3 separate regions of the Sus scrofa genome follow, and regions 1 and 2 are each linked to region 3. Evidence: chromatin contacts called from public targeted proximity ligation data. All regions are on one chromosome and are shown on one strand. The core of a region is the stretch at or near the end of the contact, and the rest is flanking DNA. Distances in the headings are between cores, read along the strand shown. Region 1 overlaps STK38L (serine/threonine-protein kinase 38-like). Region 2 overlaps STK38L (serine/threonine-protein kinase 38-like). Region 3 overlaps TM7SF3 (transmembrane 7 superfamily member 3).

What was found.
Region 1: a targeted proximity ligation map of alveolar macrophages shows a contact between it and region 3. A contact is called at or near these places in 2 of 5 promoter capture datasets (fetal liver and fetal skeletal muscle) and 2 of 2 datasets of targeted methods (alveolar macrophages and skeletal muscle).
Region 2: a targeted proximity ligation map of alveolar macrophages shows a contact between it and region 3. A contact is called at or near these places in 2 of 5 promoter capture datasets (fetal liver and fetal skeletal muscle) and 1 of 2 datasets of targeted methods (alveolar macrophages).

What each region holds. Positions count from the first base shown.
Region 1 is chr5:46,511,979-46,514,678 of Sscrofa11.1, forward strand. The region is part of intron 4 of STK38L (serine/threonine-protein kinase 38-like); the gene reads right to left. Among named protein-coding and RNA genes, the nearest start is that of ARNTL2, 31 kb to the left of the region's middle.
Region 2 is chr5:46,535,488-46,538,187 of Sscrofa11.1, forward strand. All of the region lies in intron 2 of STK38L (serine/threonine-protein kinase 38-like), which reads right to left. Among named protein-coding and RNA genes, the nearest start is that of STK38L, 38 kb to the right of the region's middle.
Region 3 is chr5:46,751,474-46,754,173 of Sscrofa11.1, forward strand. TM7SF3 (transmembrane 7 superfamily member 3) reads left to right here. Exons shown (of 12, transcript XM_001925025.7): 2 at 1,221-1,375. Among named protein-coding and RNA genes, the nearest start is that of TM7SF3, 12 kb to the left of the region's middle.

The sequences.
Region 1 (2,700 bases), core at 178-2,677, 240 kb before region 3:
ACATAAGTGATGGAAACAGCGAAGATGTTTTTTGTTTAAAAATGCCTTCTGAATAATAATGTTGGAAAATGAATTACTAGTAAAACAAATGGGTATCTCCAAAAAAGTAGCCTGTTGTAAACTTTGACTCTAATAAAAAAAAGGCCACATGGTGGCACTATGGCATCGTCTTTCAAAGTAGTAAAGCCCTTTTAAAAATTATATAAGTGAATAAACATAAGAATTCGAAAGGCATTTTGGATTTCGGACTTTATGGATTACAAAACAATACAGTTGGATGTAGAATCAGAAACTGGTCTAATCTCAACGTAAAAGATGACCTTATCACACAGGTTCATAAATTATGCTCAAAATAGATAGACAAAAGAAAACAATGCTCATTCCTATCAGATAGGTTGGGTGGTGTAGCAAGTAAATAATGTTTATGTAGTTTGGGGGACAACTATTTAATGGCAAAAAAAAAGTTTATGGACTACATAATCCTAACAAAAAAGGGGGAAATCATCTATGACACTGTTACATTACTTTAAAAAAATCTATTCCATAGTATCAAAATCCATGTGTCCATGTTGTAGTCCAGAGGGAGCTGAAGCAAGTTCACATTTAAAAACAAAACAAAACAAAAAATCAATAAAAAAAAAGCATGTTGCTCTATCTGCTCGTGACTTGTGTAGATTAAGTCATGTTGAAAACAAATAACACTTTTCTGGTAATCACCATCTTTCCTCTCTAAAGATGACAACAAAAATCACAGACAGGCTTAACATTTCATGGCTCTTTTGCAGCTTCAACTTGCCCAGTTTGGGTCTCCATTAGAGTAAATAATATTCCATGTTGGATGGGATTTTAAGTGGGATGAATTAGAAATACATCATTTTCCTTTTTTCCCCCATTCCTTTTCAAATGGGCGTTCCTCAAACTCTCAATCTATAGGCTGCTCAGTTTTGGTAGAAGACAGAGTACACAGAAGGTTTAAGATATGAAAGGGTCAGCTATCAACTTCCTCTCAGTATAGATGCTTTTCATAGCCACTTTATATATATAGTTTAGTTTTCACACGTAACTTTCACAAATTATTTTCTATTACAGAATGAATTAAAGATAATTTATAAAACAATTTTGCTTTGAAAAGACCCACCCCACATAAAGATGGTTCCAACATATTGTACATGAGGTTGAGAGAGTTATGTCTAGTCTATTTTATAGAATGTGAAAGTCAAGGACGTAGCGTAGGCCTAACAATAAGAATTTGCAAAATTCAAATATTTTTACTAAAAATTTTAAATGCTTGATAAATGGTCATTATGAGCCACTGGGCATTTTTAGGGGTAAAATCACCTCACATTTCCTACAAGCTATTTAGGAGAATTAAAGAAAATTGCTCTAGGTACTTTGTACTTCCTGGCACGGACACCAGAGGTCGCAAGCTGGAAGCTATAAGGTGTACTTCCACTCACAGATGCATTTGCTTTGGCCCCCAAGTTGTTTTAAAACACTCTATTGATCTGCCAGTATTTTTAAAAGCAGGCAATTTCATAAAAGCCCAGATTCTCAGCTTCTCTTGAAAAACAGAGCTTCGCATCACTAGGCCCACAGAGCAGCCTCAGATGGGCAGCAAGTAGCTCGGGACTGGTCCATCCCCACCATGGTGCCAGTCACCAGGAATAATCGGGTCAGTGCTCTTGTTTTCTTCCAGTAAAGTGAAAAGCGGTATGTCTTTATCAAAAGATAAACTGTGAGGAGCAAATATTTTATTTTATTATTATTATTATTTATTTTTTTGTCTTTTTGTCTTTTTAGGGCTACACTCATGGCATATGGAAGTTCCCAGGCTAGGGGTCTGATCGGAGCTATAGCTGCCAGCCTTCGCCAGAGCCACAGCAACGCCAGATCTGAGCCGAGTCTGCAACCTACCCCACAGCTCACAGCAACGTTGGATCCTTAACCCACTGAGCGAGGCCAGGGATTGAACCCACTACCTCATGGTTCCTAGTCGGATCCGTTAACCACTGAGCCACCAGGGGAACTCCAAGGAGCAAATATTTTAGAACAGGGCCAAATAATAATAATAATAATCTATTTCCCTGTGGAAATGAAAAAAAAATTATGAGTTGAATATGCAAAGTACATTAGATAAAAGAATATAACCTAAGATGTCATTGTGAGACCACCTTGGCCAGCTTTTCTCATTTATGTTACCTGCTTGGCCCCTGGGCATCTGTTTTCATTCAATTCATTATTCAAGTTCAATATTCTGCATATATTCAATATTTTAAATATAACGACATTTATAATGATAACATAAATGCCACCTATTTCTTTAAGATTCAAATCAACTGTTAATTCTTCCATGAAACCTTTTCTGATCCCCTAAATTAGGTGGGAAAAAAAAAACCCTCTGTATTTTCAAAGTTTGTCACATTCTGTCATGTATTCACATTTTCATGTGCACACACATGTAATTCCCTCCTTCCCATCTGTAAGCTCCTTGGGGATAGATCCACTGTCCATTTGTTCATTTACTCAAATATTTCTCCTAGCCCTCTGCCAGCCCTGGAGATGCCATGCTGAATAAGGCTTTATGGAGTTTTCACTCTGGGAGATGATATTCGAAGGCTGCCATGGGGGCAGGAGCAGTGCAGATGAAGGTAGCAGACAGAAGGAGCACCTCATGAGACCAGGGAAGATTCCCCAGGGAAA
Region 2 (2,700 bases), core at 139-2,638, 220 kb before region 3:
AAAGATCTTTAGAGTTTTTTTCTTACTCAAAGCCCATTACTTAAAATAATAAATAAATGTTTAAAACTAGGTGAAGTGGCTGATGGAATATGATAGCATGAAATAGCATAGAAATAATACTGAAGAAAATTTATCCTCCAAAATTTAAGAAAATAAGAAATAATAAGTAAACAGGATACAAAGTTCTATTTTCAGGTAATATATAGATATTCCATGTGGCTCGGCAGTTACAAACCCGACTAGTATCCATGAGGATATGGGTTCGATCCCTGGTCTTGCTCAGTGGGTTGAGGATCCGGTGTTGCCGTGAGCTGTGGGTGTAGGTCAGAGACATGGCTCAGATCTGGCATTGCTGTGGCTGTGGCTATGGTCAGCAGCTGCAGCTCTGATTCAACCCCTAGCCTGGTAACTTCTACAAGCTGTGGGTGCAGCCCTAAAAAAAAAAAAAACAAAAACAAAAACAAAAAAACAAAAAAAAAAAGAACTCAACTATACAGAGGAAAAGGGGAGATAAATTATGGTGAAATACAGTGTGAAAGCATTGATGATTTAAATTTTACCCTTTATCAGTTTTTTGAATCTCCTAAGTTTTCAATAATGGGAAAACAATCATTTTTATAATAAGAAAAAAGGTAGTTAAGAGTGTTTGAGGGTGCAGGTAGGAATAGTAAAAGGGAACCAACTTGTACTCATCAGCCCACAGAGGTGGTCTCCTAAGAAACGCTGTACTTGAATTTTCTCCCTATGAACCAAATTCTCAGTTTTAGTTTAGAGTGGGATTATGAAGACAAGCAAAAAGAGTCTGAAGTCACGGAATAAAACTGAAGGCAAACCAGAAGACTAATGGGAATTCTGTTCCAAGTTATTCAGTCATATCTCACACTTCTTTTTAGGGAAACTTTTTTTTTTTTTTTTTTAGTGGCTCATACTGTGCATGTTTACAAGGGCTCAAACTGTCACTCTTTCCTCAAACAGCTTTTCTACTGGGGACTCAAAAGGCCCACATCGAAATCAAAAAGCAAGGCAGCACAAATCTCACCTAAACTGACTTCCGGTCTCATAAAAGATAAGGGAGCTACCCCTCCAAAATCACCAGAAGAGAGGAAATGAATGCTCTGGCTTTAAGAAGACCCCCACTTGCCTTTACTCTTTCTTTGCCTGTTTTAAGGGAGATAATACTGCCTGATGCAAAACACCAATACAACCCAAACTGCCTATTTAGTGGTAAAAGGTGAAGGTTTGGTGTGACAGGAAATAACCAATGAAAGGGCAAGGCAGGAAAACGATGAGTGGCGAGAGGTGGTGTGACAAGCTGGTGAAGGAAAGGGGAGGAGCAAGCTTTGGGAAGCAGCCTGAACACATAAATCCCTCAGCAGCCCAATTACAAAAAGTGTGGTCATCCCTACACTCTTGCCTTTCACTTTCCTAAAAGTAAGCTTCTAAGAGGAGAGAGAGAGGAAGAGAGGGGGGAGCCAATACTCACACACAAAATGAAACTTGAAAACAGACTTGAGATTAAGTGAGGATGTAAAATACCAGTTTCCCAAAATGACTTTAAAAATATAAACTCGTTTCAAATTTCCCATTCATTCAAAATACTGAAAGCTTCTACATCACTGAATAGCTTCAGGAGAGACCTAATGTAGATTTCTCCATTCTATCAATTTCTTCTATAGCTCTTAATTTTAATTTTATAATTATTGTGTTGATTTTTGTTGTTTCTTTTTAAATGAAAACTGCTCACTGAAAGAGAGCAGACCAATTTAACAACCTAAAAGCCAGAAGTGGCAAGCCTTTTTGAGAGCAAAGATCGGATTAGACTCAGATTAAAACATGGTATCGCCAAGCTTACAATTTCAAGATGTAGGTAGCTATGAGTGATGTTAGTTATTCTGAGTGATTTAAACTCTCCCAAGAGATTTTTTTGACCATTACCAGCGACCAGGGAAAACTGCTCCCAGCTAAAAGCAGACACACCATGTGACTCATCAGACTCAGATACTGTGTTTAAGGCAGAGATTACTTGACTTCTGCAACTGTGAGAAAATCCAGAATGTATCAACCTCATTAAGACACCAGAGAACAAAAAACTTTAAGGCAGGAGAAAACTTTTTTTAGTGCTAGTGACCTTTATAATTAATACCTGAACAGCTTAGAATATAAGTATCAAATAGGGCCATACTACTTTGTTGACCTGTGATCTTTAGAACACAGTTATGGTTTACTCGGAAAACAAATATAGGAGGGGGGAAAATGCCTCAAATGGAATAAAAAGTAAATAGTATGGGCTTTTTGTCATCAAGGATATCCTGTAATTCAAGTAAGTATACTGGCAAACCCTTCCATGAATCAGCTTATGAGTTCCATTCTGTTTGAACTGAACCCAGCATTTTTCAAGACTCCACTCACTAAAGGTCTCTGGTCACAAACTTAGTTCACCACCAGGCAAGACTGTTAGAACCCCCAAATTTGAAAACAGAAACTCTGTTATCTAGTCTATCACCCTCAATTTACAGATGTGAAGCCCACAGTCACTTGGCTACTTGATGGAAACTCCTGGTCTAGAACCGGTCACTCACCCTTCAGGTGGCGCTCCCAAGCCAGCTGGAGAGTCCACAGTGCAGCGGCAGCTCTGCCAGGCTGAACGGCCCCCGCAGAGATGCTGCCCATCAGAACACTGACAGCAGGTCAGTCCTGGAC
Region 3 (2,700 bases), core at 173-2,672:
AGTAATTATGATGGGAAGGCCTGGGAAATATTAAAGTGTTTTTCTTTTTTCCCCTTTAAAAAACAAACCAGGAAACTCCTCGCATTGTCCAGATATCTGTAGATACTTGCTACTCCCTAGTATTTTTATCTCTATTCAGGCTGGAGTTTGGTTCCACATAAAAGGTGAAATGTCATCCCAGTTCTATAAATAAGGAATGCATTGACTTTAGTTGTTATTGCTACAACTATTAAAATTTTATCTGTTACGTTTAGAATGGATAAGCAATGAAGTCCTACTGTATAGCACAGGGAACTATATCCAATCTCTTGGGATAGAACATGATGGAAGATATTATGAGAAAAAGAACATATATGTATGTATGACTGGGTCACTATGCCAAACAGCAGAAATTGGCACAACATTGTAAATCAACTATACTTTAATAAAAAATTCTTTCTCTGAATTTTTAGAGATTAAATTATAACCACAAATAACCTCTTTTCCTATCAGGAATTAAAATATTAAATTATGAAGAAAATGTAATAACATCATGGAGTTTGGGGAAAATCTAGAGAGTTCTTGCAATGTTTGTATGTTCTGTTTGGCTTTCTTGATAGTCTTTTTTTTTTTTTTTTCTTTTTAAATTGTCCAGATGGGATACTTGTGTTAACAACAAGTGTTGAAAAAGTTACCCTTCTTAGGAAATGTACATAAGAAGGAATTAGGACTGTCTGGACTGAAGGAATTAGGACTGTTTTCTTTTTGCTCCCACTGGCTCTAATTTCCTTCTAAAATAAAACAGATCGTGCCACTGTGGGACTCTGGTGTGTATAATCTTTACCTCATCAACTCTTTTTCTTCATCTATATTAAGTTGAAATTTTTTTTTCTATTTTTAGGCTTGAACCCCCAAGACTGCTTATGTAATGCTTGTGAGCTCCTCTGCTGTTTATGCAAAGACACACTGACTGTAGGGCAGGGGGGGAGATGGGAACCCAGAAACACATAGAAGTAAAAGCAGCCTAGTTAGTGGATTTCTTGAAAATTAGCTTCGAAAAGGAAAGAACTGGTGAGCAGCTGGGAGAAAGACACACAGACTAAGGGAGTGAAACCCAACCAGACCATGGAGGCAAGGAAGACACGTGGAAAGGTGTTGGAAAATTGTTGTCTAAGTTTGTAATTGCTACAAATTGATATTAGAGGTACAAATATTACAATGAAACATTTCTCCCATTGTAGGTCTTCTTGAATTTTCAGTGGGGAAATTTAGATACTTCAAGCTCAACAGGCCCTTTCCAGAGGAAGCTATTTTGCGTCATATTTCCAGCAATGTGACTTTTCTTATTTTCCAGTTACACTCACAGTATCAGAATACAACAATTTCTTTTTCCGAGGTAAGTACAAAGCAGTACTTCCGTAAAAACCATTTCCAACTGTCGAATTAGTATTTGGCACTTTTTTCTTCCTCTTTCCTTAGCTTTAACAAAACATTTCTAGGAGTTCCCGTTGTGGCTCAGTGGAAACGAATCTGACTAGTATCCATGAGGAAGCAGATTTAACCCTGGCCTCCAACAGTGGGTTAAGGATCTGGTGTTGCCGTGGGCTCTGGTGTAGGTAGCACGAGGCTCAGATCTGGTGTTTCTGTGGCTGTGGTGTAGGCTGGCAGCCACAGCTCTGATTCGACCTCTAGTCTGGGAACCTCCATATGCCGTAGGTGCGGCCCTAAAAAGAAAAAAAGGAAAAACATTTCTGAATCTGCAACCTCTTAACTTAGCACTTTGTTATTCAAAGAGCTTTCCCAGGAGTTCCTGTTGTGGCTCAGCAGTAACAGACCCAACTGGTATCCATGAAGATTTGGGTTCAATCCCTGGCTCCACTCAGTGGTTAAGGATCTGGTGTTGGCTGCGGCTGTAGTGTAGGCTGGCAGCTGTAGCTCCTATTCGACCTCTAGCTTAGGGACTTCCATATGCTGCAGGTGTGGCCCTAATTAAAAAAAAATTAAAAAAAAAAAAGGAAAGAAAGGAAAACAAAAAGCTCTACCACCAGATGGGGGCTGGGGATGGGAGAGTGGAGGGGTATAAGGATGGGTTAGAATGGGGCACAAAGAAGGTGACCTGTATGTTTACTACCTTGGTCGTGGTGATAGTGTCACAGAGGTCTACCTATATCAACCCTTATTAGTGTACTTCATGTGTAGTTTATGTCAATCACAATTCAATTAAAAAAACAACAGCTTTCCCCAAACTGAATTTTGGTGGGCAGAGCTCATGTTTTTGTCTTGGTAGTGGTCAAGTTCATTTGTATATTGAGACCACACATGGAGGGCCCCCCAGTGGCTTGGCCCAGGTCACAGATCTAAACCTAAGTCAACCTGTATTTACAGGGAACTTCTGTCAAGGAAACCCCACCTACACCAGTGACAATCCTCCAGTCCCCCTTAACTAGTCACCTTATCCTAGAAAACAGGACCCACTTGCCTTCTAAGGAAGTCCCTGACCTAACCAATCATATGCCCTTCGAATGCTCTGCAAAACTAGTTCATGCCCCAAATCCCTTGGAAATAGGACTCTGCAATTAGTGAGGTACTGTCTTCCCTCAAATCACGAGTTGTTTTCCCTTGAATAAAGGACATCAGACTTGTTACCAAATGGTTTTAGTTTAGTTTTGTCTTTTGCTTTCATGGCCATACCTGTGGCATGTGGAAGTTCCCAGGCTAGGG